7 separate regions of the Mus musculus genome follow, and all the other regions are linked to region 1. A link is a contact called in public Hi-C, HiChIP or PLAC-seq, Micro-C and promoter capture Hi-C data. All regions are on one chromosome and are shown on one strand. The core of a region is the stretch at or near the end of the contact, and the rest is flanking DNA. Distances in the headings are between cores, read along the strand shown. Region 1 overlaps Junos (a long non-coding RNA gene). Region 2 holds the start of Hook1 (hook microtubule tethering protein 1). Region 3 overlaps Fggy (FGGY carbohydrate kinase domain containing). Region 4 overlaps Fggy (FGGY carbohydrate kinase domain containing). Region 5 overlaps Fggy (FGGY carbohydrate kinase domain containing). Region 6 overlaps Fggy (FGGY carbohydrate kinase domain containing). Region 7 holds the start of Plaa (phospholipase A2, activating protein).

Region 1 (3,739 bases), core at 897-3,396:
GCCAGATACCAGGACCTACTCAGCAGACACTGTAAACTACCATAGTTACTGTCAGCTCATGAGAGGCAATGGCTGAGTTCTGTGCTTCCTGTTCCTTCTGTGTGTGACCCTAAACCGGGAACACAGGGCAGTACAAGTCCCACAGACAAATGACTGGCCGCTAATGGTATTTAATCTAACTTTGGGGTGGGGGGGCGGGGGGGGTGAATCCCAAGAAGTAAAGAGGCAAGGCCAAGACCACATGTGAAGATTCAGGGAGGCTTGGGTTGGAACCATCCCCTCTGAGGCCTAGCCATGATTTTGGTTCTCCCGTTGGCACTGTTCCTCTTTCTGTCCCTAAGTAACACCCAAGACCTCAGGCTGTCTCATTCCCTGAGCCTTGTCAGTTGTAAGTTCAGACCACTGACTGCCCAGACATCCTGTATGGATCGCAACACTACAAGCTGACAGTGTTGCTGAAATCCACCTTCTGTATTAGGGAGGTGACAGGCAGAGAGTAAAAATCAGAGATCCCAGTCTTTCAACCAGTAAAGCTCAGAACTAAACCTGGGAGGGGGTGGTCCTAAGACTGTAGACAGCACCGGTCAGCTGTGGAGGCCTACTGAGAGGAGGCACAGTACAAACAGAGACATGGTGGTGACAACAAGTCTGTACAGCCTGGGCTGCAGGCAGCAGAAGAGGGGTGGAGGTGGTGGGGGTGGATCAGAAAGTCTCCTGGAGCAGACAGTGGCCTTCTTCTGGCATCCAGACTTGACTAGGTTTTCTCCAGGTTGAAGAGCTTGGCGAAAGGGAGGATGGGAGGCTATGCGGGGAGGATGGGAGGCTATGCAAAGGAAAGGAGGTACCTTTGCTGAGGCAAACAGGTGTGACCCTGCTGGGGTGGGGTGTGGTCACTGGAGGAGAGAGAGCTAGGTGTGTGACACTTAGGCTAACGAGGCAGGAAGATCACGAGTTCAAGTCTGGGAGTTGGGGAGATGACTCAGCAGATTAGAGCTCTTGCTGATCTCCCAGAGGACCTATGCTCTCCTCCCAGCAACCAGCATAGGGCAGCACCTAACAGCCTCTAATTCCAGTTCCTGTCTTTTGAACTCCTTGGGCAAACACACACACACACAAGCACGCACGCACGAAGTGGGGGAGGAGCAGGAGGGGGAGAAAGAGGAAACGAAATATTTGGTTTTTTTGTTTTTTTTTTTTAAGGAGTTCAAGGCTATCCCCAGCTACTTGGTGAGTTAGAGACTATTCTAGGCTATATAAGGACAAGTCTCAAAGAAAGAGAGAAAAATTAGATACTGACCCAGAGTCTGAGATGAGCCAGTGACTTCTGGAAGCTTCAGAGTCCTCACCTGTACAGTGGACATAATGCCGGCTTTCCAAGTTTCTTTATGAAATGAGACACATGCACGACTATATCCTGACTCAGTGCTACTCTTTATATTCACCTCATAAAACTCCCTCCCTCAATAAAATTTTTTAAATGAGCATATTTTTACTTATGCTCCCAGAAGCACTAAGAATCTATCTCATGATTAGTCATACGCCATAACAATACAATTAATAATAATGTTAATTACTGCTGATTGAAGGCACTAAGTGCTTAATATGTATAATCTATAGCTAATCTAACCCTCGGAGCGTATCTAAAGATAAGTATCATTACTCCCATTTTATGGGTGAGGATAATGAGACAGAGAAGTTAGGAAATGTACACAGGTCACCCGCTGGGTAGGGATAGGTCTGGCCTTTGAGAAGAAAAAAAAAAGTGCATCTACAAAAAGGTCAGAGTAGAGTGAGGAATGCCCTGAGTTTGGAGTTCATGTTGGTCTTGGCGATCTCCCTCTGTTTCTTTCTCAGAAAGAAAGCAAACATTTTAAGTGTCCACGGAGAGAGGGGCAGCCTTACAGATGAGGAAGAAGGGTCCGAGCTCAGGCTCCCCCAGCCGCCCAGGACCGTGGCTGTCCTGCGCAGGTCCCTGCGCTGCCCCTTCCCACCGTGGGTGGCTCCCAGCGGCAGGGAATCACATTATCTGTTGGGAAGGCGTCCAACACCCTCCTCCCGCCAGCCAGTGTTTGCTCAAGGCCTAGCTCTTCAGAAACTGAAACCAGCAGCCCGAGCTGCCAGCCTGAGGACGCCCGCGGGCTCTGCCCAGGCTTTACCTTCTATGGGGAGGCCCGCGGAGGGCGGAGCGAGCCGGCGCCGCTGACGTGGCCGCCCTGCCCTCGCCCCGGGCGCCCGCCTCCTCCGCGCCGGGTGTGGGAGCGCGGGGCTGGGAGAGCGAGGTGCGCGGGCGTGGGAGCGCAGGAGCAGCCGGCGTCTGGTGCGGGAGGCTGGGGTGGCGAAGCGCGGGCGGGGCAGGCGGTGGCGGCCGGAGAGCCCGGGGCGAGCAGTGGAGGGCAGGAGAGTAGGGCGTGAGTCTTAGAGCTAGGAGAGGAGAAAGAAAATAATGTCTGGTCATTATGTTTGGCGACAGGGACCGAACCTAGTACCCAAGAAGCGCTCAGGACATGTTGACAGTGGTACTGTCCTTGCCCATCCGATAGGGGGACAGTGTGCCCTATGAGTTTATGAACTTTCTTCCTTCACAGTGTTTAGGCACAGACTGAAGGAGATCAGGCGATCCGAGAGGGTGTAAAGGATGAGAATGGATAGGGACTCAAACTTGCTGTCTCCCAACACTGATGTGATGACCTCAGAAAGCTTGAGCGGGACAGTAGCTGAATTAGAATCCAGAAGGCAAACTTAGAAAAGCACTTTGTAAACCACTGACTTAAGACAAAGGTCTCTTTCACCTTCAGAGTTCCTTCAGCTACGTCCTCTTACTAGCAAAGCAAATAAACCCACAATTTGCTTCCTAAATAATTAATCAAAACCCAGAAGTCACTCAACACATTTTCAGTAAATATTCACTGGAAATGTCTAAGTACCAGTTGTGGCCAAGTGCTATGCTGGGCACTCAGGGGGTGGCAAAGGAGACGAACAAAGGCTATGTCCTCATGCATTACCCAAACTGTTGGACACAGAAATCGAACAACTCAGATACTGACATCCAACTAACCAAAGATACAGGTGTGTCTACAGTAGACAGATAATGTTTTCAGTCAAAAGTAAATAAAGGTGTCTTTCTCTTCTGTGGCCTCATAAGTAGAGAGAGAATCTTGCCTCTGTACATGAGCTAGAGAGAGAGGGGGGAGAGAGAGAAAGAGATAGAGAGAGTATTAATTCTGTTATGGATCTAGCAAGTCCAAGTTCCTGAGATTAGCAGCATAAGGCTGCGTGGAGAAAGCCTACAGGAAGAGCCCATGGCTTGCTTCCTGTTTATGTGTCCCTCCTCACAAGAAACTCCTAACAGATGGCCCCCACTCAGTTCTCAGTGAGTGAGTGTCTAAGAGGATGACCTTTGAAACCAGGTTTCAAGAGTTGACTTCAAGGCCTGTCTTAGCAGACCTCTAACCACGGGCCAAGTACTTAACCTCTGTGTGCCTATGCTCCTATTCTGTGAAGTGTTATGGATAATACCTAGTCCACAGAATTCTAGGCATTAGAGACGGTGCTTTAAGCAGGTGGCAGGGATTCGGTGTGTGCGCAGCAGTGCTTTGGTGCTCTCTGCCTAGAGAAACCTTCCTCCCCCTTTCTCTTCTGGGAGAGTGTGTATTTATAGTCCAATGTCACCTCCTTTCTGGAACCTCCCTTGCTTTATTGGCAAGGTAATTGGATGCTTTGTCTTCTATGTTCCCATCTC
Region 2 (3,739 bases), core at 790-3,289, 810 kb before region 1:
GCATATGAAGGAAATGGCTAATTGAATCACGCTGTAAACAGCAGTGCCTGCTGTCACAAGAATGTACTCCCAGCCGCTTGGGAGGTGTAAGAAGTCTCACACGTCTACCAGCCATATTGAATTCAGGCTAAGATTTCTGGAAATCTTAGACTGTGTCTTGACTTAAGTAAAAAGGAGGTTGAGGACACAGCTCCATCAGAAGAGCACATGCAGAGATCCCTTGTTTAGTTGGGGGTCAGGGTTAGACAGATTCAACAGCAAAAAGAAAATAAATGGCAGAACAATGCTCTAAAAGAGTTAGAAGGAACAGAGTTTAAAGGAAGACCCAAAGCTGAGGAGGTGGTATTGTGCCTGAAAGTCAAAATTCGGTTCCAAGAAGAGCCAAGCAGGGCATCAATGAAGCGTCCTAAAAAGAATCAGAACCACCATGTCCTTCCCCATCACCAAGCTGGACAGTGTCAGGGAGAACAGTGCATCTACCGCCATGATTAGAAGCAATAACTGATTTTCAGCCATTCAATTTTCTCCAGTGTACAACAGCCTGGGAGATCACTGCAGGAGCCAATTAGCAAGAGCTAACCAACCACCCTCTCACCCTCTATTGTCTATGAATCCTTATCTGGTTCATTCTCTCTCTCTCTGTGTGTCTCTCCCTCTCTCTCTCTGTTTCTCTCTCTCTCTTTCTCTCTCTCTCTCTAGATCTTGGGGAACTTTGCCTTTCATTGTAATGATACACAACTCTGCTAGTTAAACTAATTCCTGTGAGGCCAGCACAAAGTAGGAAGTCAAAATACTGCTTTAAGAAAGGATATGGTCATAGCACTTGGAAATATTGCAGTATAGTTTAAGAAACTCTTGAACTCCATGTGACCTCATAGGGAAGTCAGTGACATCATAAAGAACCCAGTTTACCATCTCAGTCAGATGATCAGAGCACAAAATTGCAGACCTGAATACACCCTATGATTAGACATTTGTTTTTAAACAAATGGGATCATTAAAGTAATACTGCCTTCTTTCCTAACAATCTTAAATACAATATCTAAACCTAAATAGTAATTTAAATAAACATGCAGGTCTACAGTGAGCTAAACGCTTTAACCCTGAGATCCTAACTACATTCTACTTAAAACATGTTATCAAAGTCTAAAGTGCAAAAGTGACTACAAATTTCAAACACTCATAGAGATCTTCCCTATTTGTCCTTTGGATTTGCTAGTATTAGAAGATGGCCAGTCAATCTCTTGGAGGATGTAATCCTCCTGATCCAGTCTACTTACATTCCAATCAGACTCTCTTCACAATTATACAACTGAGTTGAGCCATCAGCGCTATCAACACCCAACTGTAGGGCATCAAACACTATCCTAGCACAATAAAGGCCTAGAAATCACACCTGGACGGCAGTTCTGTCATATCTAGGAAATTCCAACAGGTTAGAAACCATTTGGCTCACCGGAATACTGGGAAAAAATGAGGACTGAGGCAATCTGCGCTAAAAAAATCCTGCACATGGATCAAGCGTAAACAAAAAAAGCCAATTCTTTTTTACTTTAAAAAAAGAAAGGTATTAAGATGGGAAGGGGAGGAAGAGGGGGAAAAAATGAAAAAGAGCTCCCACATCAAAGGTAATTTGGCCATCTCTCTCAGCTGTGTCTACACCGCCATGGGTGCTGTGTGGGCCCAAAAGGACAGCAATCTGGGAACCGAGGCTGCCAGCGCCTCCTGGTCACCTGTGCGAGGCGGAGCTCTCAGAGGCTGGGACGGAAGGGTTGCGGAGGAGGTGTACGTGGCAGCCGGAGGCTCCGTGCTCCGCTCGCCCCGCAGGTGGCCTCGCTGGCAAGCGTGGAACTACACTCACCCAGATGATGAGGCTGTCACACAGCGGCAGCTCGGACTGTGGCAGCGGCTGCGGGTCCTCCATGGTCCGAGAACCTCGACGCCGCGCTCACAGCGACGGACGCGCCTCCGACCGGGCCCGCGTCAACGACCTCCGCGCCCGCCACTGGAGCTCGGCGGCCAGGCCTGGCGCCCGCGCCACTCACGCGCGAAGCCTCACGGCGCAGACGTCGCGGCGCGACCGCCCCCTCGCCCACCGCGTCTGTCCCGCGTCCCGGCACCTGAGCCGGCCCCGCCCGCCGATCGCACACCGCACGCTGAGTGACCTCTGCGAGCACCAGTCACAAAGAAGCTGGGCACCAGCGAGGCCGGCAGGGCGGGAGGAGCGGGAATAGGTCGCACAGGAGGGCTGCTGATTGGACGCGCTCCAGAGACTCTTGGCCAATCAAGGAGGGGTAAGCCCGGACCGCCAGGCGAAGCGGGTGTGGGTGGGCGGAGGTTTATGACCTGGCAGGTGCAATGAGGGCGGGGCTGGGGGTAGGAAGGAGAGCGCGCCTGCGCGAGCTAGAGTGGCCAAAGGTAGTGGAGGGCTCAGAGGCCAACCTTCCATTTCTCCTGGTTAGCACTAGTACAGACCCACTCTCAGCCTCCAGCCTCTTCTCATTCCCCACCACAGTGCTCAGGAATTGAAACCCCCAAAGCAAGAGGAACCACGTGACCAAGAAACGTGTTTCCTAAGGAAAAAACAGACCTCCATGCTGCCTAAGTCAAAGAAGCCCTCACAGAATCACAGGTTGTGGCTGATTTCATTTTAAATGGGGCAAAGGGGAAGGCCGTTTTTAGATAGCAAAATTAAATAGTGTTCAAAAAGCATAGGCTGTATCTGTGTACCCTACCTGCTCGTTTCTATGTTAAAAAATAATAATAATGATGTGTCCACTGAGGATGTTGGTGGCATGGTCCATAAAATCTGGAAAGTGGCAATCCAACATGATAAATTGTGTCATTATTGGAAGGGGCTACAATATTATTCTAACTCTTGGTTCTCACCACTTCACTCATTCATTAATCCATCAATTCATACTCTGTATTAAGAGGCAGCTGGTTCGCTTAACTCTCTGTGATTTTTATATTTAAACGTTGAGCAAAACTGTTGGACAATAAATTATAAACCCCCTGTTATAAATCAGTTTCATTTTAAAAATACAGTGAGGGCATTTTCGACGCAACCTCACAATTTTGCTAAAGTGTATTCTAGACACAATAAATACTAATGAAACTTCATGAAAACTATAGGCCTAAAGAATTGAAGAGTCGGTATTGTGACTCTCTCCCAACCCCCGCCCTCCCCCCCCCCCACCACCACCCGCGTTGCTCTCAATGTTACGGGTAGAGACCACAGCCTCTACATTTCTAAAGATATCTCTGGCTAAAATATAAGCACATATTATGAAAATAATGTAAGTTGGGAATTGTAAACTTTGCAATGTGAATTACTATAACCACACACTCTTTAAAGCACGTTTATCACTGAGACCCACAGATAAGTGACCTACTAAAATTTCAATTCTTTCCAATTTGAAAAGTTAGAAAATCACATTACTGAAAAACAGCAAAAAAAAAAAAAAAAAGACTAATTCTGACAAGTGTGAAATGAATATAAATCTAAAGCAAAAATTCAAGGGAAGTTTGGCATATTTATTGGGAAAATTTAAAGATACATTTTTATTTTTATTCCTGTGTGTCTGCAACATGTGTGCAGGTTCCCTTGAAGGCCAGAAGAGGGCATCAAATCCTTTGGAGCTGGACTTACAGGCAGTTTTGTGTAGCCTACTTTAGGGACTAGGAACAGAACTCTGGTCCTTTGTAAGAATAGCAGTCCCCTTAACTTTGAGCCATC
Region 3 (3,739 bases), core at 585-3,084, 760 kb before region 1:
TACGGACAGGTATGTTCAGCTTCCATTCATGATTGCTGAATACTCCTTCTGGTGCTCAACCATTCTCAGAAACACTTGATATTTCTTGTCATAATATCTGGGGGGTACAAAAAGGAACACATTAAACACTGGCAAAACAAAGCTGTTGTGTGCCTTCCCCCTAATTTAGAAGGATGGGAATGTATCTGTTATGTTCAGACGGAAATCTAAGTTTTTAGTGTATGAAGCAAAGGGGTTATTATGCTTCATATCTATTGTGTATAAATGACATGCAGTTCTGCAAGATGCATGCTTGACATGTAGGTGTTTTATCAGCAAGGTGCATCCAAAGTGGAATAGCCTGAAGTGTAGCTGAGGTGGGATTCGTGCTTAGAAAGCAGTGGCTTCTGAGCCTCCCCTGCATGTACTGAATGGCTCAGGCTTAGCACAGACCCCTTCTGATCCCAAGCTTAAATACATCTGTCTGGCGTGACTAGCCACAGGTGAAAACAGCACCTTGGCCAGATTTAAGAATGAGCACTTTAATCCCCTTTGTGATTTCCACATATCAGTGACTTTGGCAGACAGCCTTATCCAGGTGTTTGGCTTATCCAACGGTTTATCTAGGGTAAACTCTGTAGAAACGAGACCAACATCTCCCTGCACCTGGCTCTACCCTCAGTGTCTGGTAGTGACCCTGCTAACCAGCCTTCTCCATCAGACTCTTTAGGTGAGACCTGTTAGAACCACTCTTGGCTGTAAGACTGGGTCTGCTTAGGCATCACCATGCCACAAGGATAGCAATAGTACGGAGCATCATAACTTTTAAAACTCTGTCTTTACTCTCTTTAATGGGGTGGATGAATCCAATTCAACATTATTTGGTAGACTCTGGAATGTTCTGACAATGACCCTTATAAGGGATGTTAACCATTGTGAATTGGGATGGGGAATAAGAGTATGAGAAAATCTGGGAGTGCACAGAAATTTGTGCTTGTTCCATATTTCAACCTTAAGCATTCTAGAAGAGTGATGTCGGAACTGTGATGGGGCCAAACCATGGCTGAGAAGGGGATTTGAGGCCAGGACTTGAATTACACAACCCATGCCTACAAAACCCATCTATGCATAAATTTCCTCACCTGCAAATCGAGATAGTTACAGGATATACTGCAGAAATGTTGTGAGGATTAAGCAATATGTGAAATGAATGAGAACAATGACTGATTCAAATAAATAATGTAAGTATGAGTTATTGCTTTGAAATAATCCATATTCTACTATTATACTCAATCTACGATTGTGAGATGCTGCTAAACCCCGCTCCAAAGAATTCAATTCTCAGTCAGAGAATGGCTTTTAGAAATATTTTCTGCTTCTAATGATATTCTATGACAATACAAGGCGGTGCAATTCTTCTGTGGGGTGAGATGGGTTTCTAACTTTGTTATCGCAAAACTCTTAAAGGGGGCTTTGCTCAGCAGCCTCTCTCACACAGCAAGGATTTTAAGGTAACAATTCTACTGAAACTCCATTCATTGGAATACCATTTGTCTTCTTGCAAATGTCTTTTTTCACTCAACAGGAACCCACGATTCACCCTTTCCAGGTTGAATAATTGGAATCATTGTAACAATTTGCTTACTGAACTACAGTTACTTTATTAGACATTAAATTCACATACAGCCAGCCAGCTGAGTTATCTCCTAAATTCCCCTCCTCTCAAACAATTGATTGTCTGTGGCTCGGGACCAAGAAAATATAAAGTTAATGAGATTTGAAGCCAAGAGACAGGAAGAGGAAATGGGGTCTGGCTTTCTAGTTGCAATCTTTGTGCTGCCTGCAGATGGCGGCACAGCACTGTGCATTTGCTTCATGGAAACCCTGCCAGCTGCCATCAAGACACCACAGTCTTCAAAGAAAGCATGAGCTGAAGGGATCTGCAACCCTATAAGTGGGACAACAATATGAACTAACCAGTACCCCGGAGCTCGTGTCTCTAGCGGCATATGTAGCAGAAGATGGCCTAGTCGGCCATCATTGGGAAGAGAGGCCCCTTGGTCTTGCAAACTTTATGTGCCTCAGTATAGGGGAACTCCAGGGCCAAGAAGTGGGAGTGGGTGAGTAGGGGAGCAGGGCAGGGGAGGGTATAGGGGACTTTAGGAATAGCATTTGAAATGTAAATGGAGAAAATATCTAATAAAAATCTATAATTTAAATTAAAAAATAATAATTACCCCTGGCAGGGGGGTGGGGGAGAAAGCACATGGATTTTTTTTTTTTCTGAGAATGAACTTAAAAACACTTCCCTGAAAAGTCTTGAGAAGGTCACAAAAGAGATGAAGGGGAATAAACTGCTTCTCCTTTCAAACAAACGGCATAGTTCAGGCACCCTCTAGTGGACACCCTCCACAGCTTCTCCATTCACTGGGAGGGGCATCTCTGTTGCTGGGTTGAGTTTCCTATACCCATGCTGCTCCTCTGAGCTAGGCAGTCAGAGAGGGCTTCACATGCAGGGTCTTTAATAGCCTGATTCCATTTGGAGACAATAAAATGAGTCTAGACTGTCATTTTAGTAAGCATTTCAAGTTCTCAAATAATGGACCTTTGAGACATATAAGGAAAGTGACATGGTAAGACTTTAAGTTTTAACACCAAGTGCTTTCCTCCGGGACTTGCTCCTTCATCTTCAGTGATTTCATAGTGACCCTGATTGCTAATGTGGGCTGCTCCAAAAGCCTTCGATAGAGCCTCCTGACTTCTAGCCTTAGCTCTCACGAACCAATTCTGTATGACTAAACTTTCAAACTGTCCATTTGATCAGGTCTCATCACTGCTTAAAACTCTGACCCCAGGGGTCTTTGGCATGGCTCCAGGGGCTTCATGGGCTGACTTCTGCCTGCCTCACTTCCTCATCTCACCTTGTGTTCTGATTGTAGTGATCTCAGTATAAAAGCTGACCCTTTGCATAGATTATTTCCTCTACCAAGAATGTTCTTCTCTACTTTGGCCTGTTTGGAAATGACTTTTAAACATTTAAAGTCAGCGGAGACATGGTCTTCCTCTAAAATTTTCCTTTCTCCATGCATGGTCCCAGTTATTCCTTCTTCCGGTTATGTTGTTGCCTGCTGGCATTTCTATGGAAGAATTTATTCATGTTAACTTAAAATCATCTCTCTGTATAAATCTAGTAGTGCCTCATCGCTCTCTGCATCCTTCCCAGAGCTCAGTTCATGCTTTAAATATAGCAAGCACTCAATAGATAAATAAATAAATAAATATTTTTGTTGACTTGGCATTTAAACATGGGGGATTTTCTAGCCTTCAGTGCCAAGAAATATATAAAGGGTAGGAGAATGCCAGCTGGTCCTTTGATGTGAACATAAAAGATTCCCATACTTTAGCATAGAGAAAAACAGATTTCTTCCTATGATTCAGGATGAAAATATTAGTCTGAGAATTTGGAAGTTTGTATGTGACTCCAGCTCTGACCAGCTAAGCTTTGGATCTTGATAAACCAAAGTTCTCATATTGGGAGGAATTCCTTCAACCTCTAAGTCAGTGATTCCCAACTGGTGGGTTGCAACCCCTTTGGCAAACCATCTCCCCAAATATTTACTGTAATGAATTGTAATATTCATAACAGTAGCAAAATTACAGCTATGAAGTAGCAATGAAGTAATGTTGTGGTTGGGGGTCACCACGACAGGAGGAACTGGCCGCAGCTTTAGGAAGGCTGGGAACCGCTGGTCTAAGTGAA
Region 4 (3,739 bases), core at 438-2,937, 680 kb before region 1:
CAGGCCACAAAGAAAGGTACTGGTGGCTCAGCCAGAAATCATACTACACGCTGTGTAAATCTGTTACCACTCAGGCCTCCTATTGATAGAGAACTGGGTTTTTTTGTTTGTTTGTTTTGTTTTGTTTTGTTTTAAGACACTCTTCCAAACATTGTTCATCTTCAGCTCTTCACAATAGACCCACAACTTCACAATTTCTGAGTAGGAAGGAATGAGTCCTAGGCTGCTCCCTTAGACAGTAGAGGCCAGGGGAACCCCCTAGTAGCTCCTCATTAGCTCTCACTCTTGAATTGGCTTGCCAGAGTTTGAATTCTGGCTTCCTTGCTGACACAGCTGTGCAATATTAGACAGGTTGTTTAACCATTTCTTACCTCTGTTTTCTCATTTGCAAAGTGCCCTCTGGTTAAAACTGAACTAAGCTCCTATCTTGGGCTGGGTCCCTCCAGTTCCTCATCCCTAAGCCTAGGGAATAGAAATAGGTTAGCAGCTATGGGGGTCTTCCTGGCTGCCTAGGTTTTCCTTACCTCTGTAAATAAACCCTTTATTCAAGTTGGCCAAGTTTAAGTAAGCTTACCTTTCCTGCCTGGCCTGTCACCTCTGATCTCCGGGTCTCTATTATATTCTTCTGCACACTGGTCAGAAGACAATGGAAACTTTGCTGTTTGGTAATGGACTTCTTGGAGACATCTTGTTCTTTGTATCCTCAAGCCAAGTACTTGACAGCCTGTGTACCCAGGGGGTGCTTGTGAGTGTTGGCGGGAGGAGGGGTGTTGGGGGGTAAAGAACTAAAAGTCAGAATAGTGAGACAGGAAGAAGGAAACCCTAGAGAAACTGCCAGCCCTAAAAAAGCACAATTTACAAGACTGAACATTTAGTCCCAAGTCTGCAGGACGGTTACAGTTACTTGGTACACGCATGCAGACTGTTTTTGGAAATCACAGTTAAGTCCATGGCCAGGGTACAGGAAGTGCCTCTGGTGCCCAAGTCATTTCCCAAGGTGGTACAGCCCATATTTCCTGCCTTAATAAAGCCTGCTTTTCCTAACCTGGCCAAAATTGCTTATAAAATCTTAAACTCTTTTTCTCCACCATGCCTTCTCCTTTTGGGGCATAGGGCTGCCTGGAGGGAGGAAGTGAAGCAACAGGCTAGGATCACTCCCTATGAGCTCCAAGAACCTAGAACTCAATTCCCCAGAGTGGTCTACATGAGGTAGACAACAACGTTGTGGTTTTTTTCAGAAGAGGGACCCCAGGCTCTCACAAGTAAAGTGACTTCCTCTACGTCAGACAGCTGGCCTGCTGATCTTTCCACTACTCGGCTCTGCAATTTTTCATGCGGATGTCTGAGGATTTCATACTATGCTGTGTTTTGCTCTACATTGTTCTGGACAGGGAAAGCAGCGCAATTGTAGTGCTTAAAGGTACCAGGGCCTCACCTTTCCCCAGGCTTCTTTACAGAACAGACTCAAGTGCATTCCTTTCTCTGAGCCCTGGGTAAAGGCAGGAAGAGGGAGGCTTTGCCTGGAATGTCAGCTATTTTATCGGATGCATTAATGAGTTTAGCAGAAGCCAAAGCATTTGAAGGCAGATGCACTGTGCCATCCTTTGTCAGTCATGAGTAGAGGAATTTCAGGCCAAGAAAAGGTCTCTTTGTCCACAACTGTAACTAGCCAGTAGTTAGAGACAAAGGGTCCAATTTCTGCCTGAACCCAAACAGCCACTAACAGCCTTCCATTCAGCAGCCCAGAGAACAACAGTTCCCAATGCAGAGCTTGCAGCAAAGTGGCATTCCCTGGCTTTTTTGACGCTCAGGGACACATGACTAGAGGATGGCCCATTTTCACAAAACCCTGAGCTGTCGTGCCTGCCCAGGCTGTTCCCAGGTCACCTCTGGCTACCCTGCTCAAGGGTCCTCTTTTCCCCATTCCCTGTACTGAAGCTGGCTTTTAACCTGCTTCCATCCAGGTGGGATGTGGCTTTGGGTAACTAAAAGCTAAGAAGTGGGGAATCACAGAGCAGACTTCAGGCCTGTGTCTTAGCTGAGCCATCCAGCTGATCTTACTTTCATTTCTGTCTACTCCACTCTTTGTGGTCCACTTCTGCAGGTTTACAAACCTTGGAACAGGGCTGGCATCATCGGAGAGCAATAAAGGAAAGGTCCAGAAACCTGGCTCAATGGCCCAATCCCAATCCCAATATTATGTGGCTGCCTGATTTAGGGAAGCCAATTGAATGTACCTCTCCTGTCCTTCTTCCTTCTTTGTTTGACTACAATGCAGTCTACTTTCTAATTTCAGCAGTTAGGGAGAATTAATGATTGCAGTATGATTCCTACCAACAGACTAGGCACTTGGCTGAGGGGGGCAAAGTCCATGCTTCCCCACATCCTAATCGATCTTTAACACAACATGCTTTTCTAGGTGAGCCCCCAAATTGTGCCTTGGTCTACTTCTCTGTAAGATATGAATAGGTATTCTAGTTAGTTCCTTATTTAGTACCTTATATGCAGGGAATGAGCCTATCACTTGGATAAAGGCCCCGTATCTGCATGGCCTGGAGCAGGAATGATCTCATGAGTCAGTCTGAGCTCAGACACCAACCTACTCGCTATGGAAGAAACACAATGGGTGGGTTCATACGGAATGGAGCCCAGGGTAAGGTGGGCTCATGACAGACATCTATGCCCCCCGCCAACTACCACCACAAGGGGAGCCTTATCCTGTGCTTATACCTGGTGTCTGGGTACCGAGCAATGGGTACAGGAGGGCGCAACAGTCTCCAGGAGACACTTGGGGAGAAGATACTAGAATGTTGAAGGTACTAGCACAGGGAGACTTGAAGCTAGGTCAGGGTTTATTTATACCCCTGCAAGGTGTCCTCCCAGAGAGCTTTTCCTGGAGCTCTGGACTCTTCCCAGATGCCAGTTTGCCACTGTCCCCTACTCCCTATGCCCATCACAAAGATGCTAAACGCATGACTTTACGACCAGAACCCCTTGGGCACTGAGATGGAATCTCAGCATTTGGGTGCCCTTGGAATTACAGGCCCATGCTAGATCTTGTCCACAGCATTTTGGACCTAGGTTCCTTCTTCAGATAGCCTGATCACTTACCCTGTGCTACAAGATCCAAAACTGAGCAAAGTGCACATTATGCTCTTCCCACTCAGGGCTCTTCTCACAGTGTATTTATTATGTCTGTTTCCTTTCTGCCTTTCTGGGGAGTCCATGAGCTTCATGGAGCTCAGGTCATGTTTTATTCATTTGTTTGTCTTCAATATTCCCCACATAATGCTTGGTACTCAAAAAAGATGGGTAAATGCTCCTTGAATTAAGATCTGTCCTTGCCAACTTTGGTGTCTTGTTTAGTAACTGCACATATCTGAGAGTGCTTTTTTCCATCATGAAGACACAGATTGCACCATTACCTCGATAACTTGAGTCACCACAATGGTTCCCTATCCTCAGCCTGCCTTTACCTTTCACCTCTGCTGACAACCCAAGGTTTTCCACCAGCCCTATATCCCTGCCCTGAGGCTTACCAGTAATGTCAGCATGCATTTGCACAAAAAGCGGATTCTTGCTTAGGCCTCCACATAAGAAGAGGGTACTGAGAGAGTGCCCTGCTGCCTCCATTGTTTCAATGATGAAGCGAGTCCCAAACTTAAAGGAGAAAGCAGAAGAAAACATTAGGGTGGCAGTGAAGGCACACCATCAGCAACTCTCATATTTGGCATGTGCT
Region 5 (3,739 bases), core at 759-3,258, 630 kb before region 1:
AAAAGAATTACACCAAGTATACAATATTCACTTGCCTTAAAAGCCAGTATGTTAGGATGTGTGTTTGTTTTTTTTTAAATACAAATATATATTTAACACACTCATTACTATTTAGATCAAGCTAGTCGGGAACGTAAGATAGCTCAATCTTATGGCCTGTGAGTGGACTATCATAAATGTCAGGATAGCCCTGCTTTAGACTCCCAAATACTGGCACTGCAGCATGGACCACATGCCTGGGCTAAGTTAGATAATCTTAATTTCCAGAAGAATTTTACTGAAATTACCTTGATATAGTTGTTAATAGAAGAGAGAGCTCAGGTCAGGAAAAAGACTTATCTTGATTATATTCCTTATGCTGCAACAATTTAGACAAATTTTCCTCCTCAACTTTCTGACCCTTGGTCTCCTTGATTTCAAAGTGGAAGGGCTAATATTAATGTCTACAAGAACGGAGGACACTGGTAAATATTAAAGTTTGTTAAAGACATAGCTTATCTTTGTTCAAAACCCAAGTCAATGTTAGTTCTCCTTGAACTGAGGCCTGTAGGGTGGAACAGCAGGGGACAACATGAAAGACCACCACGAAGAGGCTCCTTTTTTAGTCAGTATTGTTAGTAACAATACTGAAAAGGAGATTAGAGCAAAACAGCATATTTTCAAAGGCTAGACTGGAAAGCCTTGTTATTAGGGCATGTGTCCAAAACCAGGATCAAATGAACTCAGAGAACTACAACACAACAGCAAAATCCAGAGGTTATCAGTTGGTATTTACTTAATGATATAGCTAGGTTTGGGGGCGGGGTGTTTATTTATTTATTTTGCTTAGAAGACTGGCAATATCGTCTGGCACAACCTCGGTATAGGCACAAGGGTATTAATCTTAGTATCAGTGTTACCATTGAACTTAGACATTTGACAAATGCTTTGATCATGTGTACTCTATATTAACTTACAAAATGCCAACTAAACCTTTGATTGCATACTACGTTATCACACAACATTTATGAGAGTCGGAAAGAGGCATGACTCTATCGATATAACTAAGCATATAAATTAAATCTAAGCTGAGCAGGTCAAAGAGCTAGAAGAGAAGTCACTTTTGTGTGCTTGTAAGAAACGCCCCACCTATTTCCCTCTCTCAACACCATTCTCCCAGCTATAAGATGACTGGAGCAGAGACACTATTCTCTCTGAGGTTTTCTAAGATTCCAAAGAGTTGACTCACTGCATCCCAGCTGGTCCAGTAGAACACTCCAGTGAGATATTTCAATAGGCTGTGCTCTCACGTGGCCTGGAGTTTATGGGATTGTGTCAGTTTGTCTCTTGGGGTGTCTCCAAGTACCTACTTATTCTGTCACCCAACTAATTTGCTGCTAAGACTATTGGAATTTTTTTTTTCAAAAAAACCTGTTAACTATAGGCTGTATTTAATAGCTACAATCTATAATCTCAGACATTAGCTGGGTAAGACTTCAGATACATACTGAGTTCAGACTACAGTTTAAAACCTGAAAAGATTGGGAGAGATGGGCTTCAAAGTTATGTATATCCAAGTCTCTATCCTCAATAAACTTAAAATCCAGCGGGAGCTGAGGGTTCAGGATGGGCTGAGCATGGGGTATACTTGTGAGTATACATGTTTATCTACCCTCAATTTCCCTGTGTGTATGTCAAATCAAACATACTGAACATAATTACAACCCGAGATGCCCAAGGCACATGTGCAGACTCCTACGACGATCAGAAATAACAGGCTGGGGTCAAAAGTCACATTCCAAGTGTTCCTGCCTCTGGTCATGTCTTCTCAAGCTAGCTGGAAGCAAGGATGCCACAGGCCCAGTTTCATGTAGGGCTAGGCGCCTATGGGCTGGATTCCCTGAATGACAAAGTCCAGATGCTTGCTCACAACTCTTTCGGGGAGAGGTGACTGGCTGAGAGCGGGGAGGTACTGCAGCTCCCTCTGTCCTTTCCCAGCCCTTCACCCTGAGGCTGGTTTGGCCTAAACCCCTGGCAGGACAGGAGGCAGGCTCCAGATGCCAACAGTCCTGGGAGGGAACAGGAGGCTTTGCTTGGACTGTCTGCTTCCAGGTTCGGATGTTTGGAGAGTGGCAGCAGACCTGTGTGGGACTGGGTATTTCCATGGTCATCTCTTCTTCCAAATGGACTAGGATATTGTCTTACCAGAGGGGGGAAAAAACACTTATACATCTATTTCTGCCAACTCCCTGATGACTACTTAAAACACACACACACACACACACACACACACACACACACACACACACACACACACGAGAGAGAGAGAGAGAGAGAGAGAGAGAGAGAGAGAGAGAGAGAGAGAGAGAGAGAGAGAGAGAGAGAGAGAGAATAAGAGCCTGGAGAAATGTTTATGAACAGAGGGAGGCTCTTGGTTTTTTACCTCTTGGTTTGCCTTGCTCGGCTGAACACTATAATGAGCTACCAGTGTGCCTGTCTCTCCCAGGAACCAGTTAAGATAAAAGTAGTTGCTATCTTCAAGGCAGTGAGCATGACAGAGCAATGTGAGCAGGGGCTTGGGAAGTAGACAAACTATTCTAGACAATTCTGCCTAGGCCATTGGCTGACCATGTGATTCTGTGTCTCTCTGAGGCTTAGTTTCCTGACCCATAAATGCGACTAATCATCAACCAGAACAAAGTCCAAGATCTGCATGGCACGGCACAGTGTGGACAAAGACACTGTGATACACTAGGCTCCTAAACAAACTGTGAAGCAGCAGGTGGTTTAATTCTACCCCTTCTTGAGATAGTGGGAAGCTTAGAGTTCTCACATGGCCGCAGGCCCGTTATTAGTCTGTCTCCTTAGGAAACCCTTCCCCCTCCCTGTGATCTCTCCTACACCTTTTATTACCTCCCTCTCCCTGGGCTCATCTACTCCAGCGAGTGCAGGGACAATGTGTGTGTCGTAGAGTGCCACATGTTTACCTCAGACTCAGACCCCACTCCTGAGTCTCTCACTAATGTGACTTGCATATCCAGATGATACATCTAAAAGAGAATCTGCTACCCTTTAGGGCTCTTCTTATTCTTGGTCTTTCTCTAGATTCCAGTCTTAACTTATTCACTTTTCATCTGCCCACAGCAGGTCATCCTGTTCTTCTGTCCACAAGCACAGTCTGTTCCCCATTGCTGCTGCCTTAGTATTATCTCCCATGTCTTGCTTGTACTATTTCATCAGCAAGTAAACTGATTTCCCTTTCTCAGTTATTTTCCTCCTCTCCTCCATCCTCTCTACCCCTACTCAGGCCAAATTCTGTATGTCCAGCAAATGACCTTTCTAAAACAAAAACTCAATTGTATTATTATTAATATTGATCCCTGACAGATGACATACTCTCTAATTTGGCTTTTCCTTATTTGTTTGACTTAATCACAAGATTATTGTTTCCTGATTCTCCTCCCTATCAAGTCTTTCACAGACTAAGCCCTAGATTTATTGAAAAATTGAAATTCCCCAAAGTGAGCCATTTTCTTTTTCATCTCTGCTTCTTCATAATTTCCCCTCAGACAAAAAAAAAAGTTATATATCCTCCTGAGATTTGGCTCAAAAACTTTGGAGATGGCTCAGAGCTTAGGAACAATTCCTTCTCCTTTGAAGGACCCCAGTTTAGTTCCTAGAACACAGATGGAGTGGCTCAAACCCACCCATCAGTCCAGCTAGGAGGATCTGAGACTCTCTTCTCTACTTGGCTTGTACC
Region 6 (3,739 bases), core at 400-2,899, 620 kb before region 1:
AACTGCAGCTACTTACATGTGTGGTAAACCCAGCCATCATCCACTATGATTAAAGGCTGATCGCAAGCCTTAACAGGATGCTCACAGTCCCAGTTCATTCTCTTCCACTGCTTCTCCAGCTTGCTCATTTCAGCCTTCCCTCCAGCCCTACGCCAATGCTATCAATATTCTAGACATCTACTGTTGCACTCTTTTTTTCTCTCCATTGCTGGCTAGTGCCAAATACACACTCTTCCCCATCACGACTGAACTATGCTTAGTCAGTTATTCAGTCCACCAATTGAAGCACCCCTTCCTTATTAAAGCCTTCTCCATAGTACCCCAAACAAGGTATACCACTGTATGCCATATGGTGGGTCCTTTCATGGTGGTTCCAGCACACATATCACTCTTAGAAGAGGAGATTAAAAATTACAGAACATCTTAAAAAATACTAAGTGCTTATGTGTCCTTCATCAACAAATGGCAGTTCCTCTAGACCACTTCTGAAAGCAGTTATGTTCTACACAGCCAAAACCTTCAACAAATAGAATTCACTAAGGTTTTAAGATCTGTGGCAATTATCCTTTTGTCTTCCTAGGTTCAGCCCAAATTCCTAAGTTTCATCATTTGTTTTTACTTCTTTTAGAATTTCCATGGATGCAATATTTTTGTGCCTACTTCTCTCATTTCTTCTTTGTGTTACTTTATAATTGTTGCACTTATCCACTATATGTAGATGCAGTCTATTCATTAAACATGTAAGTCAGCATATGAATATGATAGTTTAGCAATATGTTCTACTAATGGAAATCCAAACAGGGGATAGTATGATATATGATGTATTAAAAAGGCTCTGTGTATATTGTTTCACAGTGCGGGAGTTTCCCCAAGATTTTATCTAGGAATGAAATTGGTAGAGTGTTGAGCATATGCATACTTAAATGTACTTTGACATGATTATGCAATTTACGCTTCCTCCCCATCTCTTCCTCTGGACTATAACTGACTCAAGGGCTACTTCTACTCTTCGTTATGCCCCATGCCTGGCTTGCAGTCGGTGTTGAACAAGGAAGGTACTTTGGAGCTAAGGCACTCTATATTGAACATAGGTCTGCCAACCTAATAACAAAACCTATGGGTTTTTGTTCTACCACATTTTCCTTATCTACAAAAACTTTATGATCAGTTGTACGGTATTACTTACTTCCCAGTGTAATAGGACTGATCAAATGTAGATCGAGGTAACAACACAAGAAGGTATGGGAATTGTTACCACTGTTTCTCCACTTTGCACCTGGACCAGAGGCCCCAGGATGGGACATGTGAGAGAGGCTTGTCAACAGGAAATGTCCCGTGCATTTATATGGATTAATATAACTTTGTGGAGGGAAGTAGGGTTTCAAATATCACTGCAAAAAGAACAAGGGAGACCAATTAATGGTTCTGAGTCCACACTGCACCTGTGTCCCCAAACTGTTCACTAACACAAATGAAGCTTGCTGATCAAAACAAGCATTTTTAAGTGCTTTTTATCCTGTGGCATGGTTTAACTGTGCTCAAGCTCAAAGCAGAGCTGTGCAAAAGCTGGATTAACAACTGTGCTCCACTCTGCACTGTGGATTCAAAAGTAAAGGCCAGCTTCTTATTTACATGGAAAGATCTTAGGCTTTTGTGGTTTCCTGTTGTGCCCTGGTGCATCTGCACTTTGGTTTCTGGGTTTGTCTTTAGAGCGATACAAACAGTCTCTCTCACTATTCAAGAGAACATAAAAATTCCACAGTCTCTAATTGCTAGCAGATTTTACCAGATCCTCTGTCATGGCTCCTCAGAACAGCTGGACCTAAGCCTTCCAAAGGACATCTTCGAAAGGATAGTGATTTGAGAGATTCCTGTAGTGTGCCCAACACCAACCAGGGACGGGCTCTTCAGCTTGATGCTATTCGTATTTTATTAATATTTATTCATTTACTTCACTCTTAGAACCATTTATCATACATTTAGGCTCTCGTTTATATAAAATATCCTTTGCTAGGGACGGAGAAAAATAGTTGTGGAAAGATTCGGTTGTCCTCTTATGACATTTGTTGCAGGCATTTTTGAATCCCCCATTACAGCCTTTGTAGACACTACAATTATAGACCCTGTGGCTCATGGCATGGCTCCCTAGCAGAGCACATGCTTACCATACACAAAGCCCTGGGTATTAGCCTGGCACTAATAAGTAAATAAATGAAATAAAGTAAAATGAAGTGAGAGATACTTATCTACTGCTTTCCATAAGACCTTACTAAATCAGCCCTCATGGTTGGGGCTGGAGTTTCTCAGGTCTGATATGTGCCTATTAGCTGAGCTGCACTGGCTTACGGCTCAATGGAAAACATAGAGAGGGAAACAACTAATGACATGTAACCTGGAGTCCTTCCTGTAGCAAACCAGACTCTGATCAGCTATAGAACCCTTGAAATCTGAGCTAACAATGATGGAGCAACAGAGGATGCCATGAAAACAGCTTAGGGGTTGTGTAGATGGGCACCCAAGCTGTTACCCTTTCGCTTATTAGCCGTGGTACATGGAGTAAAGCCCTCAGTTCCTTTGTGAAAGAAGAAAGGAATAAAAGAAAAGAAAACATCACCTGTTCTTACTGTTGTACTGCCTCTGGGCACTGAATTCCTTAAATACTTCCTACACTGAAAAGCATTGAGAAAAAAAAATTCTTTTTTTCATTCTTATTTTATTTCTTTCTAAGAAGAAACCCCATAAACAAGAAAAACTAAACAGCCACCAAGAACAAGTCCTCTGTCCATCACTGGGGCTTTGCTCACGGGGTCTGCTTTCTCTCTATGGTTGTGTGGTTCCTCTCAGGGTCTGGCAGACTTTTAAGAGCATGCCCCACAGCTCAAACTGGTCCCAGGGACATTCATAAGATATTCATCAAGAAGAAGAGTATCTTTCAAAGAATATATAAAAAAGTCTCTATGATGTCACTTCCATCATATATTACACAGGGAAATGTAATCTATTTAGTACTTTATGGGAACCCCATCTTAAGACTTTTAAGTTCTATTTATTTTGAATATATTAGCACTAAACTTTATTCTGATGAAAAAATATGGCATCTGCATCTTTATTATAGAGCTGTGAATGTTTTGTCCATTAAGGGACTTTAATACGTTGTTATAATTAGAAATTCTATATACAGACTACCTAGGGAAAAACGATACACTCAGTGTATTGGTATTTGTACCCAATACATCCTAGCTGTCATTATTCTTAAACATAAATGTATATCTCATCTTTGACCTATTGTCCAACACATTCCTATTCTTTACAAATCATACACCGTGCCCCCAAGTCTTTAACACTAGCCTATGGGAGACAGATAATATAAGACCTCTGTGAGTTTGATGCTAGCCTGGTCTACACACTGAGTTCCAGGTTAACTATAGAGTGAGAACCTGTCTCAGCAACAACTGTAACAACAGTAAAATGCATAAACTGAGGTACCGTTTTAAAAATATGTATTTTTCTTTTCTTTTCCTTTTTTTTTTTTTTAGACTTAGATTTTACATCCCTCAACTTGCGGTTTGATGTTTACTATCCATTTCACTAGGGGTAGAAATTATCATCCATTAATGTATGTCTTGTGTTTATGATGTTTAAGCTATGTGTTAAATCTTTACATATGTCACAAGGACAGAGCACTTAAGCACCTAAACAATCTCCTACAGGATTCAGGATCATTGTGAAGCCACGGAAT
Region 7 (3,739 bases), core at 800-3,299, 560 kb after region 1:
GGTTGTTGAGATGTCTGAGTGGGTAAAGCTGCTTGCCACCCCACCAAGCCTGAGGACATGAGTTATAACCTCAGGAATGATGTAGTAGAAAAAGAGAACCTCTTTTTGTAAGTTTGTCCTTTGGCCTCTCTGTATGTATATCCTGGTGCATGCACAAACACACACACTCACGTACAAATATACACACAAAGAGACTAAACATAATAAAAACTAAAAGGAAAACAAAAACAAAGCAACAGCAACTATAAAAACATTGAAAAAAGAGTGAAATGTCCTAAGAAAATTTAATCTTGCAGAAATGATTGCTATACAAATATGTCACGACACCATGAACACTAAAGAGGCAATAATAAAACTGTATTAGTCTAAAGAGGAACTAGGAGGGTCCAGAAGATATACAGTATTGAACTGTGACAGATGGAGAAAAGATTACAGACTAATTGTGTGTGTATGTGTGTGTGCTTGTTGAGGGGTATGTGTATATGTGTGTGGTGTGTGTGATGTATGTAAATGGGTGTGTGGTATGTTAATTCGGGTGAGACATTTGTGGTGTATGGTCTGTTTGTGTGTGGGGGTGGGTGGGTGGTGTGTTTTCTTAAGATAGGAATTCTTCCTGTAGCCAGAATGACCTAGACCTCATTAGATAGGCTATGCTTCATTCTCATGATCCTCCTGCATCAGCCTCTCATAGCACTAGTTTTTGTTTGTTTTAGGAATCTAGAAACAACAACTTCAAACATGGTATGTTCAGAGAAAGATGGCAAATTCAATATGGCTGAGGCAGACACACACCTAAGGGAAAAGACCTTAGCAAAATAAATTAGGGAAATGGGGAAGGCCTTATACAACAGTGTATTCTCAAGAACGAAAAGCTGTTGGGGCTGGAGAGATTACTCAGTGGTTAAGAGCACTGGCTGCTCTTCCAGAGGTCCTGAATTCAATTTCCAGAAACCACATGGTGGTTCACAACCATCTGGAATGGGCACCCGATGCCACTTTCTGGTGTGTCTGAAGGCAGCGACAGTATACCTACATTCATGAAATAAATCGACATAAAAAAATAAATAACGAAAAGCTATTGGGGTTACCGAACAAAGTGGAATAATACATTTCAGAGCTAAAGTCAAGAGAAACACACACACACACAGAGGAATAGTGATTTCAAGCCTAGAATGAAAGTTTTAAGAAGAGTGAAGAAAAACACACAAATTGGATTTGGCAACTTAACAAAGGTTTGTGGTGTGATGGATGCCGTGCTACAATACGGAAAGCTAACTTTACTACAATGTAGACTGACAATCTCAATGCAATGTAGTGAGACTCCTACCTACACCATCGGGGTTTGGCTAAAAATATATATTCTCACCTGTAATTTCAGAGTTCAGAGACTGGAGCAAGGAACCACGAGTTTTAGGCTAGCCCGAGCTACCGTAAGACCTTTTAAATAATTAAAGGCATTTTCTGCTTCACCTTAGACCTTCTGCGCCAAACCTCGGGCAAACAGTGGTCACGTTAGGGGAGAATGGGCACCCGATCATTCTGCAAAATCTGGTATTATAGGGGGTAGCTTGAGGTGAAGGCAAGTTCATTAAAAGTTCCCACTTTGGCTTCAGATTCAGTCATCTTAAATGAAAAAAAAAACAATTAACTGATGAAAATCTTGGGAGACTCTCCAGAATCAAGCAGAAAATGGGCAAACAAATCGTGGCGTAAGGCAAACAAGCAATTTTGCTCTACTACTCAGAGTAGTCAAACGAGCACCTAGATTTAAAACATCCGGATTCAGCGCGCCGGCGAGTCACTCGGGACGCTCGGCATTGTGGGATTTGTAGTTCCGATTTACCCTCCTCCAACTACTACAGATTTTCGGTTGTTCTCTGAAATGGACCGGGTTCCGACCGGACCCAGACCTCCGGCGCCTACGCAGAATTTCCTGATCTCACCGTCCCTTCTTCGGCCGGCGATCCAGGGCGCAGAAGGATAGAGGGCCCGGTCCGTGATGCTCAGCAGCCCGACGCACACACTCTGCGTCACCGCGGGCCGCGGCGGATGATGAATTCCGGCGTGTGTGTTAGGGTTGCTGTGTCACTCAGGCGGCTCGGCGCGCCCCTTCCCCCGCGGTCCTTCCGCACCGGCTGACTGGCTCTTCCGGTCTCCGGCGCCCCTCTCCTGCAGGCGGGTCTCGGGCCGCAGCCTGGCGCACGCCGGCTCGGGCCTGTGGACGAGTCTCGCGCTGTGCCCGGGGGCCGGGCTCCGGATCCACGCTGGCCATGGCGAGCGGCGCCTCCAGATACCGGCTGAGCTGCTCGCTCCCGGGCCACGAACTGGACGTGAGGGGCCTGGTGTGCTGCCTCTACCCGCCGGGAGCCTTTGTGTCTGTGTCCCGGGATCGGACCACCCGCCTCTGGGCTCCAGACAGGTGAGCGCTGCTAGTCCCGCCGCCCGCGGGTGGACCACAGGCTTGCAGACACGTGGGAGGAGTGACCCTCCTTCCCTGCCCTGAATCTCTCCCTCTTCCTGGTGTCCGCGCTGCTCCTGCCTCCCTGCCGAGTCCCGAGCTTTGGCTTTTCGGGCGCTGTCTGTGAAACCGACAAGATTTCGGGGGAATGAGTATGGATAGGATTGGAGGACCTGGCTGGCTGTCCTAACTTGACCACTAACGGGCGACTTGACCTTGGACGAGCATCTTAAAACACCTTAAGGGCCTTCAGCTTTGGCAGATAACCCCTTAGGTTTCTTTTAGTCTTTAGTATTTATTGCTGCTTGCGCCCTCCCAGTTTCGGCTCGATGAAAACTTCTGGCTTGCCCCTCGGGCTCCGATCTTAGGAGTTGCTCTGTAGTCATCCCTCAGATTTAAATTTTTGAAGACTATAATTCTCAGTAATTGCTTTACAGAGAATTACACATGGTGTCCTCTCTTGGTTGTCCAAGTTATAGTCTGTTTGGGGAGGAGAGGATGAACCTCCTCAAATGTTATCGTTGTGTAGGAATGTTCTGTTTTTTCGAGGAGGAAAAATTATCATTGCTTTGAAGTTCTGCCTTCAATTCCCCCCCACCCACCCACCCACCCACCCACACACACTCCACCACCACCAAAAATAAATAAATAAATAAAATAACCAAAAAGTTAAAATCCAGCCCAAATCAATATCAGAGGTTGCGTTTAAAGCCCTGATTAGTCGAAAATTTTATGACAGCAAACAGGCTAGTGATTTTGGGAAGGTAAATTGAATTTAGATGATGAGATACATATATATGTATTTCCTGGGGAGAAAGACATCACTGACAGGAGGACAGGTGCTCTCTGTTTACAGAACTTTATTATATTCTCTCGTGAGAATATAGAGTTAGACCGGAAAGATATTAGTAGGAACCTTTTTTTTTTCTTGGAGGTGTTTCTCCTGTGTGTGTGTTGAAGCGGATATCTCTTATTAGATTGAGTAAGCTGATCTTGAAGGGTGGACTGGGGGAACTTTAAAGTGGAAAAACTGTAGTTGGAGAGCTACGTTCCAGAGAGGCAGAAGACATAGTATGCCGTGAGTGCAGGTCCTGAAGGCTAGCAGAAGCCAGGTTGTAGTGTTTATATGGAAAAACACTTGAATTGGGGACTGGAGAGTTGTCTCAGCCGTTAAGAGCACTGACTGCTCTTCCAAAGGTCCTGAGTTCAAATCCCAGCAAACCACAAGGTGGCTCACAACCATCCGTAATGAGATCTGATGCCCTCTTCTGGGCTGTCTGA

What was found. Promoter capture Hi-C pulls out the DNA fragments that hold promoters and counts their contacts. A called contact is a pair of places that touch in the nucleus more often than the background predicts. HiChIP or PLAC-seq counts read pairs in DNA pulled down with a chosen protein or histone mark.
Region 2: a contact with region 1 is called in a promoter capture Hi-C map of embryonic stem cells, with 5 times the contacts expected there. The contact joins the promoter of Hook1 here to the enhancer-like site in region 1. A contact is called at or near these places in 1 of 39 promoter capture datasets (embryonic stem cells), 5 of 484 Hi-C or Micro-C datasets (B cells, CD4 T cells, CD8 T cells and 2 more), 3 of 115 datasets of contacts at active chromatin or transcription factors (embryonic midbrain, embryonic stem cells and large pre-B cells) and 1 of 9 other capture datasets (macrophages).
Region 3: a contact with region 1 is called in an H3K27ac HiChIP or PLAC-seq map of embryonic stem cells, with 8 times the contacts expected there. The contact joins two enhancer-like sites. A contact is called at or near these places in 8 of 484 Hi-C or Micro-C datasets (adipose-derived mesenchymal stem cells, bone marrow-derived macrophages, cerebral cortex and 4 more) and 7 of 115 datasets of contacts at active chromatin or transcription factors (the NIH/3T3 cell line, bone marrow-derived macrophages, embryonic stem cells and 3 more).
Region 4: a Hi-C map of bone marrow-derived macrophages shows a contact between it and region 1, with 14 read pairs. The contact joins two enhancer-like sites. A contact is called at or near these places in 1 of 15 datasets of contacts at CTCF or cohesin (pro-B cells), 9 of 484 Hi-C or Micro-C datasets (B cells, the HPC-7 cell line, bone marrow-derived dendritic cells and 6 more), 6 of 115 datasets of contacts at active chromatin or transcription factors (acute myeloid leukemia, bone marrow-derived macrophages, craniofacial prominence and 3 more) and 1 of 9 other capture datasets (embryonic stem cells).
Region 5: a contact with region 1 is called in a Hi-C map of liver, with 1.8 times the contacts expected there. The contact joins two enhancer-like sites. A contact is called at or near these places in 4 of 484 Hi-C or Micro-C datasets (bone marrow-derived macrophages, liver, nephron progenitors and 1 more), 4 of 115 datasets of contacts at active chromatin or transcription factors (cardiomyocytes, extraembryonic endoderm stem cells, forebrain and 1 more) and 1 of 9 other capture datasets (embryonic stem cells).
Region 6: a contact with region 1 is called in a Hi-C map of bone marrow-derived macrophages, with 16 read pairs. The contact joins two enhancer-like sites. A contact is called at or near these places in 3 of 484 Hi-C or Micro-C datasets (bone marrow-derived macrophages, myocytes and uterus) and 4 of 115 datasets of contacts at active chromatin or transcription factors (bone marrow-derived macrophages, embryonic stem cells, large pre-B cells and 1 more).
Region 7: a contact with region 1 is called in a Micro-C map of embryonic stem cells, with 4 times the contacts expected there. The contact joins the promoter of Plaa here to the enhancer-like site in region 1. A contact is called at or near these places in 4 of 484 Hi-C or Micro-C datasets (CD4 T cells, embryonic stem cells, erythroblasts and 1 more) and 1 of 115 datasets of contacts at active chromatin or transcription factors (extraembryonic endoderm stem cells).

What each region holds. Positions count from the first base shown.
Region 1 is chr4:95,159,873-95,163,611 of GRCm38.p6, reverse strand. Junos (a long non-coding RNA gene) reads right to left here. Exons shown (of 5, transcript XR_867920.3): 4 at 2,157-2,421. Among named protein-coding and RNA genes, the nearest start is that of Gm12708, 32 kb to the left of the region's middle. Within about 2 kb of position 2,146, at least 294 of the 459 cell types and tissues checked have an H3K27ac peak or open chromatin away from gene starts, as enhancers often do. A contact at or near this core is called in B cells, CD8 T cells, bone marrow-derived macrophages and 10 more, where this site is marked.
Region 2 is chr4:95,965,679-95,969,417 of GRCm38.p6, reverse strand. It overlaps Hook1 (hook microtubule tethering protein 1), which reads right to left and starts at 2,039. Exons shown (of 22, transcript NM_030014.2): 1 at 1,862-2,039. The coding sequence starts at 1,924. 9530080O11Rik (RIKEN cDNA 9530080O11 gene) reads left to right here and starts at 1,763. Exons shown (of 2, transcript NR_045776.1): 1 at 1,763-2,294.
Region 3 is chr4:95,923,081-95,926,819 of GRCm38.p6, reverse strand. Fggy (FGGY carbohydrate kinase domain containing) reads right to left here. Exons shown (of 16, transcript NM_001113412.1): 16 at 1-97. The coding sequence ends at 16. Among named protein-coding and RNA genes, the nearest start is that of Hook1, 42 kb to the left of the region's middle. Within about 2 kb of position 1,834, at least 21 of the 459 cell types and tissues checked have an H3K27ac peak or open chromatin away from gene starts, as enhancers often do.
Region 4 is chr4:95,843,994-95,847,732 of GRCm38.p6, reverse strand. It overlaps Fggy (FGGY carbohydrate kinase domain containing), which reads right to left. Exons shown (of 16, transcript NM_001113412.1): 13 at 3,540-3,660. Among named protein-coding and RNA genes, the nearest start is that of Hook1, 120 kb to the left of the region's middle. Within about 2 kb of position 1,687, at least 111 of the 459 cell types and tissues checked have an H3K27ac peak or open chromatin away from gene starts, as enhancers often do. A contact at or near this core is called in B cells, bone marrow-derived macrophages, hematopoietic stem and progenitor cells and 3 more, where this site is marked.
Region 5 is chr4:95,793,005-95,796,743 of GRCm38.p6, reverse strand. The region is part of intron 8 of Fggy (FGGY carbohydrate kinase domain containing); the gene reads right to left. Among named protein-coding and RNA genes, the nearest start is that of Hook1, 170 kb to the left of the region's middle. Within about 2 kb of position 2,008, at least 68 of the 459 cell types and tissues checked have an H3K27ac peak or open chromatin away from gene starts, as enhancers often do. A contact at or near this core is called in extraembryonic endoderm stem cells, liver and uterus, where this site is marked.
Region 6 is chr4:95,775,956-95,779,694 of GRCm38.p6, reverse strand. The region is part of intron 8 of Fggy (FGGY carbohydrate kinase domain containing); the gene reads right to left. Among named protein-coding and RNA genes, the nearest start is that of Hook1, 190 kb to the left of the region's middle. Within about 2 kb of position 1,649, at least 31 of the 459 cell types and tissues checked have an H3K27ac peak or open chromatin away from gene starts, as enhancers often do. A contact at or near this core is called in bone marrow-derived macrophages and uterus, where this site is marked.
Region 7 is chr4:94,601,557-94,605,295 of GRCm38.p6, reverse strand. Plaa (phospholipase A2, activating protein) reads left to right here and starts at 2,049. Exons shown (of 14, transcript NM_172695.2): 1 at 2,049-2,419. The coding sequence starts at 2,271. It also overlaps a transcript of Ift74 not described here.